2 separate regions of the Sus scrofa genome follow, and region 1 is linked to region 2. Evidence: chromatin contacts called from public Hi-C data. All regions are on one chromosome and are shown on one strand. Each heading gives the region's core, a stretch centred on a gene start, on an enhancer-like site or on the middle of the called end of the contact. The rest is flanking DNA. Distances are from core to core; before and after follow the strand shown.

The links. A called contact is a pair of places that touch in the nucleus more often than the background predicts.
Region 1: a contact with region 2 is called in a Hi-C map of liver, with 4 times the contacts expected there. The contact joins the promoter of TST here to the promoter of C1QTNF6 in region 2. A contact is called at or near these places in 1 of 5 promoter capture datasets (liver) and 5 of 47 Hi-C or Micro-C datasets (heart right ventricle, liver and skeletal muscle).

What each region holds. Positions count from the first base shown.
Region 1 is chr5:10,747,533-10,751,132 of Sscrofa11.1, forward strand. TST (thiosulfate sulfurtransferase) reads left to right here and starts at 1,732. Exons shown (of 3, transcript XM_005663810.2): 1 at 1,732-2,081; 2 at 3,217-3,600. The coding sequence starts at 3,238. MPST (3-mercaptopyruvate sulfurtransferase) reads right to left here and starts at 2,294. Exons shown (of 3, transcript XM_021091532.1): 1 at 2,206-2,294; 2 at 1-737. It overlaps MIR9819 (microRNA 9819), which reads right to left and starts at 2,078; the gene lies at 1,981-2,078.
Region 2 is chr5:10,600,098-10,603,903 of Sscrofa11.1, forward strand. It overlaps C1QTNF6 (C1q and TNF related 6), which reads left to right and starts at 1,772. Exons shown (of 3, transcript NM_001142830.1): 1 at 1,772-1,843.

The sequences.
Region 1 (3,600 bases), core at 482-2,981, 150 kb after region 2:
ACCCCTCCAAAGTCAGTACAAACCCCACTCCCCTGCTTAAAAGTTGTGCAAGGGCAGGCCTGTCTAGAAGCTTAGCATTTCAGGCTTGGCGGGGACTGCAGAGGCCTGAGGTCACCCTGCCTCACCTGCCCCGCTGGACTGGCAGTTCTCATAAAGGACTGTGGGAGGCAGAGGCGGGTCTGGGAGAGCAGGCTGTGTGTGTCACTGAAGGGCGGGGACCAGGTCCCAGTGTGCTTGGCAGGCCTGGACGGCTGTAGGTGGGACTGCTCGCGGGGGTTAAGGACGCCAAGACAAACGGGACAGCCCCAGACCCATCTTCGGAGTGTATACAAACTATACTAGAGGAAGTGTGAGCCCCGGCCTGCTGTCTGGGGTGGGCCCAGGAAGAACAGGGCTCCAGTCAGACCGGCCCTTCTCCAAGGGCCTCCCCAGCACACTCTCTCCCCCAACTGCAAAGCACAAAGCTCAGAGGATGACCTGGCGAAGGACCAATTTTTGCCACTTTTGGTGAGAATATAATTGCCTCAGAATGAAAAGAATGTTTCAAAGGGGGATGAGAGGAGTTCCCACTGTGGCACAATGGAATCGGTGGTGTCTTGGGAGTGCTAGGAGGCAGGTTCCATCCCCAGGCCAGCACAGTGGGTTAGGGATCCGCTGGGGCCACAGCTGCAGCTTAGGTTGCAACTGTGGCTTGGATCTGATCCCTGGCCAGGGGAACTTCATATGCCACCAGAAGGCTGAAAAAAAAAAAGAAAGAAAATAAAAGGGAGATGAGAAAAGTATTCCAGGCACATGTAACAGCATATGCAAAAGTCAGGGGCAGGAATTCCCTTTGTGGCTCAGCCTTAAGGAACCTGACAAGTATCCTTGAGGCTGCAGGTTCCACCCCTGGCCTTGATCAGCGGGTTAAGGATCTGGCATTGCCATGCGCTGTGGTGTAGGTCGCAGCTTCTGCTCGGATCTTGAGTTGCTGTGGCTGTGGCATAGGTCAAATCACAGCTCCAATTAGACCCCTAGCCTGGGAACTTCCATATGCTGCTTTTTGGCTAAGAAACCAAAAAAAAAAAAAAGAAAAAGAAAGAAAGAAAAAAAGTCAGGGGCAGTGGTGTTCCAGCAGTTAACACACCCATGCTAAAAACATTAATTTACGTAAAGATTGAATACAAATGCAGGTTTTTTGTTTTTTTGTGTTCTGTTTGTTTGTTTGTTTGTTTGTTTTAAGCATAAGGCTTCCGGGATGAGCAAGATACACAAAAGCAGCCCTAGGAGTTCCGTCGTGGCTCTGTGGTTAACGAATCCGACTAGAAACCATGAGGTTGCGGGTTCGATCCCTGGCCTCGCTCAGTGGGTTAAAGATCTGGCGTTGCTGTGGCTCTGGCGTAGACCGGTGGCTATAGCTTCGATTGGACCCCTAGCCTGAGAACCTCCATATGCCACGGGAGCGCCCCAAGAAATGGCAAAAAGACAAAAAAAAAAAAAAAAAAAAAAAAAAAAAAGCAGCCCTAGCCTCCTGAGCTTAAGATCCAAGATTAACGATAGCCTGGTCTCCGCCTCACCTCGTGTGCCCCTGGGCAACCCGCTGGTTCTCTCTCTTTGGTGTTTAAATTAAGTTTCTGACCTACTCCGCAGGGCTGTTGTGGGAAGTGACACCCGCAGGGTTGTTGTGGGAAGTGACACCCGGGGGAGGAGCACCCTGCGGAGTTCCTCACCAAGCAGGCCTTGACAAATGTTAGTTTCCTTTCGCTCCAGCAAGTTCTTTGCCAGTTTGTCCTCCCCGGAGCCTCTGGGTCAGCTGGCCTCCTCTCCCAGGCTTCTCCGGCTTTATGAGCCCTACTCCCTCCCTCCTACCCTCTCTGGTGGCACCAGGTGACACCATCCTCCACAGGTCCCCCTCCCGCGGCCACTCAGCCCGACCCCATTCTGCCGGCCTCCCCCAGCTGCTGCGGACAGCCATCCTGAGGGTGAAGCCAGGGCCGCGCCTTCCCTGCTAGGCTGCAGCCCCCAGCTCTGCTCTGGCCCCGGGGCGGCGGGGGGACGTCCCAGGCTGAGCATCCGGACGATCGAGCTCCCTCTAAAGAAAGGCAAGCGCCACGCCGCCCCCGCAGTCACCCGAATCTCGGGATCCTGGCTTCCGGGCTCGGCCATTGCCCGGCGCAGAGCGCCCCCTCCCCGCGCCCGCAGCTGTCCCCTCCTCCCGTCACCAACCTGCTGCCGGCCAAAGGGAGGAGACAACGGCACAGCCCACTGCTGCGGCCACTCGGAGCCCGGGCTGCCGGCGCCTTCCACTGGCCAGGCGGGAGCGGGGGAGGCCCGAGCCGCCGAGCCCTGCCCCACGCCCCTTCCGCGCCGCCCACCGCCCGCGGCGGATCCTGGAGCATCTAAGAGGCGCTGCGAGCCGGGCGGGTGGCCGGGGGACGGACGCGGCGCCGCGGCGGGAGCGCGGAGCTGGGCGAGGGGCGCACGATCCCCCCTGCGTGGAGGCGCAATGGAGTGGGCCGGCCGGGGAGTTGAGGGCTCCGGGTTTGAACCTGCCAACTTCTCCAGCGGGCAGGGGCGAGCGCCAGGGCGGCGGCGAGGGCGAGTGAGTGCGGCGGGGTGGGGCGGCAGCAGACGCCCGGGCCGCCCGGAGTTGGGCCGCCGGCCGGACCACCTGCCACCCAGGGGAGGGTCCCGGTGGGGAGAGTGGGGCGGTCTGCCCCAAGCACCCTGGCCCCAACCGGGGCAGAGGGCACCGGGCCGGGCTGGACTGGGGCGTTCGGGAGGCGGGCGAGCCCATGTTGCTGAGAGGCCGCAGGAAGGTTTGCTAGACGCGAGGCGCGGGTGCGTGCAGGGCTCCAGCGAACCGTCCCCATGCAGCCACTCTCCTGCAGTCCCAGGAAGGGGGCTTTAAGCCCAGGATGCCTTCTCCCGTCAACCTGGGCACCTTCAAACAAGATCTTGAGGGCGAGGATTGCAGCTTGTAGGGCCAGACACCCTCCCTTAGAAGCTCTCGCCCCACCTCTTTCTGCGCGGGAGGGGGCGCAAGGAGACGCGGAAACAGGCTTTCCTTAGGGAACCTACAACCCTAACCCCACCGCACGCCAGCAGCCCTGCCGGCTTGCTGTAAACACGACACCCCGGGGGAGTGCAGCGGGGCAAAGCTCATCCTCCCAGGCCCTACCCCACTGCTCCCACGGTCCTCATACCGGTCTCTTTCCTGATTCCCACCCGCGCCAGGTGACACGCAGAGCTGAAACCATGGTTCAGCAGGTGCTCTACCGGGCGCTGGTCTCCACCAAGTGGCTGGCGGAGTCTGTCCGGACTGGCAAGCTGGGGCCAAGCCTGCGAGTGCTGGACGCCTCCTGGTACTCGCCGGGCACCCGCGATGCTCGCAAGGAATACCTAGAGCGCCATGTGCCCGGCGCGTCCTTCTTTGACATAGAGGAGTGCCGGAACAGAGAGTCACCCTACGAGATGATGCTGCCCACCGAGGCGGGCTTCGCTGACTACGTGGGCCGCCTGGGCATCAGCAACAACACGCACGTGGTGGTGTATGATGGTGATAACCTGGGCAGCTTCTATGCGCCGCGGGTGTGGTGGATGTTCCGGGTGTTTGGCCAC
Region 2 (3,806 bases), core at 522-3,021:
AACGAACCCAACTAGTATCGCAGGTTCAATCCCTGGCTTCGCTCAGTGGGTTAAGGATCCAGCATTGCTGTGGCTGTGGTGTAGCACAGCAGCTGCATCTCCAATTCAACCCCTAGCCTGGGAACTTCCATATGCTGTGGGTGTGGCCCTAAAAAGACCAAAAATGAATAAATGAATAAATAAAGAATAAAGTATTCATTTTTAAAAGAAGCATAAGGAAGATAACTTTTAGGTGTATGCGATGCCTACATCATTATGTGCAGCCCTTGAGAGGGACCCAGGACCCTCCCCTGTCTCTGCACCCCTTCCTTCCCTGCTCAGCAGCTGTCTGAACCTGCCCCTTGGCCCTCAGGGAAGGTCACAGAGGCTGAAGGAGGCCCATTTCCTAAAAACAAAAAATGGGGGACCCAGAAAGGCTGTTGTATCCAGGAGCCCCACAGGGCCCTGCTCAGTTAGCTGTACTCCTGTGGCCCCCAAAGGTGAGAATGTCACCACTTCCCTCTGCCCAGGGGACAGACCCCCAACTGTAACCTTTGCCCACAGCTGTGCCCAGCTGTGCCATCATGGGAACTCCAGTGGGACAGAGAACATGGAACAGGATTGTGGTGCCTCTTCCCTAACTGTGTGACCCTGGGCAGGTCACATCAGCTCCCGCCACTAGCTCCCTTACCCCCGAGGCTGGGGTTAGAAGAGTAGAAATGCTGGATATCAGTACCCTCGGGGGTCCCGAAAGCCCCTGCAAAGATGAAGGCTGGCCCGGGCAGGGAGCTCAGCAAATATAGAATGAGAGGGGGCTGGAGGGTGAGGGGCGTTTGGGACAGTCTTTGCACAGGGGTCTCTGACCCCAGGGAACCAGGGCTGCAGCCTTTGCTAAATTACCTGCAGCCTAAAGAAGCTGAGGCAGGACCTCTCCTGGGGCCCAGGGGCTTTCTGTACAGGCTGCCCTCCTGTGAACTTCTCAGGGTGGCATTTCCAAGGGAGATTGGCTCTGGAAAACCAGGAAGATGGACAATCACGGCAACATTCCAGGCAGAGGAGGAGGACATTTGTGTCCATAGGGGGTAGGGGGATTGACCTGGCTGCCACCCTCCCCAGATACCCGAGGAGGTGATACCCACACTCAGTGAACATGTATTCAGCAAACCCTCCCTGGAGACTGGTGTGGATGGGGCTGGGAGTGGAGTTTTACAGACGCCTAGGGGCTGCGGGCAGGGGAGGGACTGGCCCGTGGGGCCAGTGCCAGGATTCCAAGCTGAGGCCACTGGGTTGGTGCCCGTGCCCTCTCCGCGGGGCCTCCTGCCTCGGTGACTCAGAACTGATGAGCTCTTCAGCTAAGGCCGGAGCCCCGCAGCATCCAGCATTGGGTTTCCAGCACTGCTCCTCCTTCCTGAGCAACTTTTGGGGCTCCTGCTCTTCCCCTACCCCGGTCTCAATTTCCTCAGATTTCCCAGCTCTGCACAGCGGGGGGGGGCCTTACACCCCTTCCTGCTGGGACCTCACTGGGTCTCTGAATTCAACAAGAACCTCTTGGACTGCCGCAGGGTTAAGCAAAGGAAATCCAGGGCTCCCTTTATCTCTGCAGAACCCAGAGGCTGGAGGGGAGGGAGCAGGGAGGAGGGAGGTGGGAAAAGCCAGCTCAGCCCGCTCCCTCCGCCCGCCCGCCCACCCGCCCTGCCTCCCTCCGCTCTGCCTCCCTCCCTCCTCGGCCAGCCAGCCAGCCAGCCGGCCGGCCCTGGGGGTCTGCGCCAGCAACAAGTTATTATCGCAGACATGGACCAAGGAACCAGAGGCCGCCCAGAAGCCCGCGGTCCATGAGCTGCAGTTCAAGGCTGCAGGACACTGGGTGAGTGATGGGAGGGCCTGCGCTTCCTCCAGCAGGGCCGAGGGGTTTGGGGTCAGAGCCTGGAATTCCTCTCTTTTCTCCTCTCTTCCTGGACACACATCCTTAGCGGCACTGCTTTCTCTCTCTGACCCCTGCCAGCCCCTGCTAGGCTCTCCCCACCCCATTCCCTCCTGTGACCGGAGACAGGGCTGCCCTCTGCGGTACCCGGCTTGTGCCCACCGCAGCCTGGACATGCACCCACTCAGCTCAGCAAGACTGCAAAGAGGGAGACCCCCAAATCCTCCCCCCCGGCCCCCGCCACCTTGGCATGGTCCCATCACACTTGATCCCAGCCTGCCAGCATCCCGGGACCCGGACTGGAGGACTGGACCGGAGCCAATCAATGACTGATTGTGGTTATTGCTACTTTTGTTAAAGGCTACTTTGCTTCCTGCTTCCTGCCTCTCCCCCTTCCCCCACCCCAGGTCACAGTTCTGTGTCACAGATCTTTTGAGTCCCCAGCTGGCTGGGCCAACAAAAATGTCCCCAAACCATGCCAGTCCTGTGGGAGAAATTCCCCTCTTCCTGTCCCATGTCCCTGGGAAGAGGTCATGGTGGGCAGTGGAGAAAGGAACTGACTTTTTACTAAGATTCTTTTACAAGCCAGGCACTTTCCCCGCAGTTAAATCCTCCCAAACAACCTGGTTGGGAGAGAAAGTTGTTTCCTCCTTGTAAATGTCATGGAGCAGGAAGCTCAGAGAGGTTAAGCCACTAGCCCTAGGTCACACAGCTTGTAAACTCTTCTGGGGATCTCAGATCTGACTCTCAAGGCTTACCTTTTCCTATGAGTTCATGTCTATGGCCAGAAAAAAAAAAAAAAAAAAAAGAGGGGATTTTGCGCTTCTCAAAACCGTTTGGGGACTTCCCATCATGGCTCAGCGGAAATGAATCTGACACGTATCCTTGAGGACCCAGGTTCGATCCCTGGTCTTGCTCCGCGGGTTAAGGATCTGGCATGGCCGTGAGCTGGGGTGTAGGTCACAGATGAGTCTCGGATCTGGCGTTCCTGTGGCTGTGGTATAGGCTAGTGGCTACAGCTCTGATTCGACCCCTGGTCTGGGAAGCTCCACGTGCTCGGCCATGGGTGCTAAAACAAACAAACAAACAAAGCATCACACAAACCATTGGGATGTGTAATTTACAAATAAAAGATAAGGGCGATCATCTCCAGCAGGATTGGACCTGGCTTGTGGAGCAGAATCAGAAAGCCAGATGGGGGTGGGGTAGCAGAGGCAGGGGCAGAGGGGAGCTTGGGAAGTGTCACCTCCAGGAGAGGGGTGGTGGCTCCGGAGACTCCCTACCCACCCACCCCTCCCCATCTTGCCACTTCCCAGCCCCAGGGAGGGGGGAGGGGGGTGTTGAGGGGAGGGCTCCTGCCCCTTTAAAACCCAGCTCTTACTACAGTGCTCAGGTTAGGATAGAATGGTATTTAAAAAAAAAAAAATCTTCATTTTACCTTCTCTACACATATTAACCACAAAAAAATATTTTTGAATTGTACTAAATGTTAAAGGAGAACAGAAAGGAAATAAACAAAGAAAAATGCCAGAAGTGTAAAAACCAGTCTGGTTTCAAAAGCTGAGTTTCTGATCCTGCGATAACTAGGTGCCAGCCCTCAAAGACTGCCACCACCTCAAAGGCTCTCTGCCCCGCTTCCTGCCCACCCAGCCCTGGCCTGCCTCCAGTTGCTGCTGTCCAGGCTACTTCCTGTCCCCCTCCTGGAACTCTGAATCCCTTCTTTGCCAGGGCCAAAGACGGATCCTCACAAACTCTTGGACTTTCCCATACCTTTTGGATTTTCCAGACCTCCTGGGTCCTGCCCCTTAGTTTCAATTGACCACCTTGGCAGCTGATTGGCAGGTCTATGATGATTGACACAAGCATCTTCCAATGAATTCTCTCCTGCCCCTTCCCTGCCGGGCAT